Regions from separate parts of the Hordeum vulgare genome. Here region 1 is linked to region 2. Evidence: chromatin contacts called from public Hi-C data. All regions are on one chromosome and are shown on one strand. The core of a region is the stretch at or near the end of the contact, and the rest is flanking DNA. Distances in the headings are between cores, read along the strand shown.

The links. Hi-C and Micro-C count contacts between places; a contact is called where the count stands out from the background.
Region 1: a contact with region 2 is called in a Hi-C map of leaf, with 5 times the contacts expected there. The contact joins the promoter of LOC123427196 here to the promoter of LOC123427188 in region 2. A contact is called at or near these places in 3 of 6 Hi-C or Micro-C datasets (leaf and seedling).

Annotation. Positions count from the first base shown.
Region 1 is chr1H:137,995,189-137,998,225 of MorexV3_pseudomolecules_assembly, forward strand. LOC123427196 reads left to right here and starts at 1,638. Exons shown (of 22, transcript XM_045111191.1): 1 at 1,638-2,687. The coding sequence starts at 1,846.
Region 2 is chr1H:137,590,106-137,592,963 of MorexV3_pseudomolecules_assembly, forward strand. LOC123427188 reads right to left here and starts at 1,290. Exons shown (of 4, transcript XM_045111172.1): 1 at 1,038-1,290. The coding sequence starts at 1,215.

The sequences.
Region 1 (3,037 bases), core at 388-2,887, 410 kb after region 2:
TCGGCGTGAATAAGATGGAAACTCACGAAGACTTTGCGTGCACCTCAACGAGTGTTTCAGCAGTCGATAAGTTTATCCCTAGACGACAACCGACCATACGTGTAACCTAGGTACCCCGGTGTGTATATAACTAGAGGGTTTTAGACTTCAGAGGCACGAATACCAACTTTAGGGTTTAGAACACAATCTTTCAATCTCAAGGTAGATCAACATGTACTTTGCACCCCATCAAATCATTACAGTTAAAGCATGACATATGGTTTTACCCCTTCGAGAGGGCCCGAACCTGGGTAAAACATTGTCCCTATTATCTCATATTCAACATCGTTCCCACATCGCCACCTTGGGACCCCCTACTCAAGATCCCCCGGTTTTAGCACCGACACACACACACACACACACACACACACACACACACACACACATATATATATATGTATGTATATATATATATATATATATATATATATATATATATATATATATATAAGTGTTCACAAAGACCCTAATCAAACAAGCGAGAAAGCTTAACTAGATATCACATAATGGCAAGCAGTGCATTGTGTTTCAGTTATCTCTTATTTTAGTAAAGAGATTGATTTTCCAATTTGGCAAGTATTTAATCAATATAGCAACAATATTTACAAAAGAATCTAAATTTGAATTAGGATAACAAGCCCCCACTTTCTAAGATAACCTCACTAGTGGTCGAGTAAGGCATATAAAATACGTAAAAGTCTCTCGTGAAGAAACATATGGTTGGTTGTTAGAGATGACACAATCAATAGTTAAAGAACATAAGAACCAACATATTTGTATTTTAGATCTAAGCTTATTATCAAAGTTTACATTTATTTTTTGGAAACAAATGCGATATACAAATTTTCTATCAAAAGAAACGATGCAACATGTTTAAACACTCTACTATAGATTTTTGCCCACAAGCTTACTTCAACCTAATGGCTTGCAAAGGCAAGGTGATACGTACAAAGTAAGTAGTTTGTTATGCATTATCCCGTGGGAATCCTTCACCATGTGACATGAACTTGTTTGGGATTACTCCATCACATGATGCATCGTGGAGGTGCCGTAAAGTATGAGCGACAAAATCCTCTAAAATTCACAAGATATGCTAACACGAAAGAGAAAGAAGACATGACGTGAATGAAAAGCGTGTACAAAAGAAACATGACCTCCATGACGATGGCTTTGGGCATGTAGTTGATGATCTACGGAGATGTCAAAATCACAACTCTTTAACATTTGCCGAGTATGTTGTACTAAGATAAAAAACACACTCTATGTAAGAAAATGTTTAATTTATTGGTAATAAGCATACCACAGTTAAAAATGTCACAAACAAGGATATGTATGCATTTAGTCGGTTGATTTTTTCTTCGGTTGAATTTCTTTATGCCTAAAATTGATTTATGTTTAGTTATATAAAAAATAGTAACCTAAATATTTTTAGAAAGTAAAAAAAATGACTTAGTCATAAAGAGTTCAAAACTAATCGATTTTTTACCTCCCTAAAAAAACCGATTATAACAGAAGCACATCTCAAACATCCGGAAAGCAAAAATGCCTGCCCCACGACCCCATTAGCTCGACCACATCACTAGGCACATCCAACGGCCCAACTATCCTCTCTCCCGCCGCACTGTGCGCACTGAATCCCATTCGCTAACGGAAGAGTGGAAAGCAAACAAGCCATCACCAAACCCCAGCCCCGACGGCCCACCTCGCCATCTCCGGCGATCGCCGTCGCTGCCCTGGCCTTGATCCTAACCCCTACCCTGCCCCTATTACCACCCGTGGCGCTCGTACTCTGATGCTTCCCACCCCATGGCCCACCACATTCCCCTTCCCCTTCGTCGCCGCCTCCACCACCTCTTCCTCCTTGCCCTCCTCGCCGTCGCATCAGGTAACCCTAGCCCCGGGGTGTACGATCGGGGGGCCGAGGAAGCGGAGGCGTATTCGATCCTGACATTCCACGACTACACGCCGCCGCCTCCCCCAGCGCTGCCGCCCCCGCCGGCCGCCCCGCCGGCGACCTGCGCCGGCGACCTCGGTGGCGAGGGCGACCTTGACACGCGCTGCGTAGTCCCCGCTTCCGTGCGGCTCGAGGGAGGCGGCGTCTTCATCAGCGGAAATGGCAGCCTCCAGCTCCTCGACGGCGTCTCTGTCACCTGCCAGAGGCCAGGTTGCGTTGTCTCCGCCAATTTGTCTGGTGATATCCGCTTCGGCCATGGCGCCCGTGTGGTAGCCGGATGGGTCTCTCTCGCGGCCACCAACATCACTCTTGGCACCGACGCCGTCATCGACACCACTGCGCTTGCCGGCAACCCGCCGGATAAGACCAGTGGCGTACCCACCGGGACATATGGAGATGGTGGTGGGCATGGTGGCCGTGGCGCAAGCTGCTACGTCAATAAGGGTCAAGCGCAGGAGGACTCGTGGGGTGGCGATACCTATGCGTGGTCTGAGCTCAAGACCCCGAATAGCTATGGGAGCAAAGGTGGGTCTACTAGCGTCGAGAAGGATTATGGTGGTGGGGGTGGCGGAGTAGTGTGGTTGTTTGCAGATGAAATTGTCATGAATGGAACAGTTATTGCAAATGGCGGTGATGGTGGCACCAATGGTGGGGGTGGCTCTGGGGGAAGCATCTATCTTAAGGCTGCAACTATGTGAGTATTTTTGCAATGATTTTGGTGTAATTTTTTAGAAAGATTTTGATAAATATCTGCACTTTATAGTGTGCATACGCACCTGATTTTGGAACAATTGAGAATTTAATTCAATAGTGAATTGCACTCAATGCAATCTCACTATCTCTAGTTTAGGAACAGTGTTTTGATCTGCTTAGAATATGAAGAGGGAGTGATAGTATACATTCATAGTATCATCCTCTGCTATAAATACAGGGCCCTTCATATGTACATTCCTCAAACTTATTAGTATATACTACTCCCTCTGTCCCAAAATAACTGTCTAAAATTTTGACTAGATCTAGTACAAAATTTTATTAAGCTTAAGA
Region 2 (2,858 bases), core at 40-2,539:
CCTGGCTCGTTTTGATTGTTAAGCCAAAAATCTGCCTAGTTACAGTTTTGCTACTCCCTCTGTTCCCTAATATAAAACCTTTTAGCTTTTTCTTGATCCCTATCTATCTAGACACATTTTAGTATGTATGTTCACTCATTTTAGTATGTATGTAGTCATTATTTTGTGGGAAAATTTTGTTTCGTCACTCTAGCTTTTGCCAATTTTTCTTATGCCACTCTAGATTTTGGCATTTCAGTTTTGCCACTCCTAGGTTTTGACAGTTATCACAATTACCATTCCGTGGCAAAAGCAAAATAATTTTTTTTCACTTTTGCCACTCTTAGCTTTTGAAAATATATCAAAATTGCCACTCTGAAACTTTTATTTATGCCACGGAATGGCAAATGTGATAATTATCAAAAGCTAAGTGTGGCAAAAGTGAAATGTCAAAATCTAGAGTGGCATAAGGAAATTTCGCAAAAGCTAGAGTGACAAAAACAAAAATTTCCCTATTTTGAAATAGCTAAAAGGTCTTATATTAGGGAAGGGAGGGAGCAGTTCAGTACCAGCTACTAAAATCATGTTGCGGTTTGGGTTTTAATGCCTAACATATTAATATACTTCTCCTTCCAGAGAACAAATTCTAAAGCTGTTGCTTGTGTAGTTGTATACTCTACTCCCAAATGCTCCTCCAGACCTCCACTAAAAAAGACAAACACAGGTAGCCTCTAGGATTGGATCTACAACCTTAGAATTAGTACTAACTAGAACTAGATTTAAATTCTTTTGGACAATGGTACTGATCTAACTAGTGCTAGTCGTATCGATGTAAGTGCGGACAGAGAATTTCTTGGACAGTCCAGGCCCAAACTGAGGCAGCAAAACATTTTTCCTCCACGACGAAACGTCGCCAATATTTTCACTCCGCAGATTTAGTAGCGGTAGCGCAGAAATTAAAATAACAAAGAAACAATTTCTGCACTCCATACAGCCTAAATTACATCTTGTCTACACAGATGTGCTATCAGTACTAGACAGGAACAAAAAAAACTCACCCTGGGACTGCTCCTTGGCCGTCAGGGCCTGCTCACTGCCGGTGGCCACCGACATGTGGGTCCGGATCCGGCGGTGCGCGGCGGCAGAGGGAGTGTGATGCGTTCTGACCACAGCGCAGGCCTTTCCGGAGCCGGATGCGGAGAGGAGAGGGAGAGAAGAGAGGCACCTCATCGCCATTGTGGCCTTCCAAAGAACTTCTCCGATTCGGCTCCGTGCGTGGGCTTTCTGGGCCTGTATTTTTGTGTGGCTCCAGCCTTCTCACCTTTTACCGTCTCTTTCTGGGTTTTTTCCCGTGCCGATGGGATTAATTGCACGCCTCAAATTCCATCTTTCTCTCCAAAAGAATCACTCCTATAAATTCATGATGCCGACAAATACTAGGACAATAATCATTTTCCTATTTTTCACTAGCATTTTTTTAATTTATTTTCTCATGCTTGGCGAGTCCTTACGGAGCCACAAACAGTGAGCGCGAGAGTCCTCAAGGCAAAATATTTTCCATCCATTGATCTTCTACAAGCTGAACTTGGGAGCTCCCTTTCCTAAATCTGGAGGTCAATTATGGAACAACGAGACACAATGGTACAAGGGATGATACGCCGAATCGGCGATGGAAGTACTACCTCCATATGGCGGGATACTTAGCTTCCTCGTGAGCACAATATGTGACCCATAACATCGTTGGTTCAAGACCCCCCGTAGCTGGTCAACGAATTGATCCTTCCTTCGCGGGAGTGGGATCAAACAAGGCTTGAGGAAGTTTTCCTACGCAGTGATATAGATGTCATTCTAAACATCCCCTTGTGCAACTCCCATGTTGAGGATTTGTGGTCATGGCCGCATGAATGTAATAGAAACTTCTCCGTCCGATCGGCCTACCGTATGCTCGTTGCTACAAAAATGAGACATGAGGCATGGCTCGAAGGTAGGGAGGATAATTCAAACTTGGAGGAAGAGAAGAAGGCATGGACCAGGCTCTGGAAAGTTGACGTCCCTTCGAAGGTAAAAGTGTCACTATGGAGGTTGGCTCAACAATCGTTGTCGACGACTGATTTACTGCATCATAAAACATCTCAACACAATCAACATGTGGGTTATGTGGATCCCAGGATTCTTGGCGTCACTCCTTAATCGAGTGCAATATGGCACGAAGTCACTACAAGGAATATGCTAATACACGACGCTATTTTTTCGTCGCTACATCGTCACGGTTTTTCATTTACGACGATCTCACGACGAAAAACCAAGCGTCGAAAACGGAGCGTCACAAATGAACAGCAACGACGTTTTGATCAAAATCGTCGTACCTTTTACGACGATTCCTGGATTGTCGTAACTTTTACGATGATCCTAAATCGTCGCTGACAATCAAACCCAGTCCTAAGTGGCAGTCATACGTGGCAAAATTACGACAAAATCAAAACGTCATGGTTGAAATCAGCCCAACCCATTTCAATTGATCACATGGGCTCGTTTTTTTTTTTTTGGCTTTTCTTATTGGGCTTCTTTTGGGGCCTTGGCCTATTTACAGCCACTTTAGTTTTTTCGAATTTTTTATCATTCTAATTTGGGCCCTGGCCTTTTCATGCCCAAATACATTTGATCCAGTTTCAGTTTTGGCCTTTTTTTTATTTTTGAATTCAGCAAATTTTATTTTATTTTATGTCCAAATAAATCTGAGCTCATAGAGATTCGAAGCCCATACACATAAATCTGAGCCCATGGAACTTTGAAGCCCATACACAGATTCTGAAACATCTCAGCCCACATCACAAAGTATGAAGCACAACCAAAATCTGATATTATATAGCCCACATCAC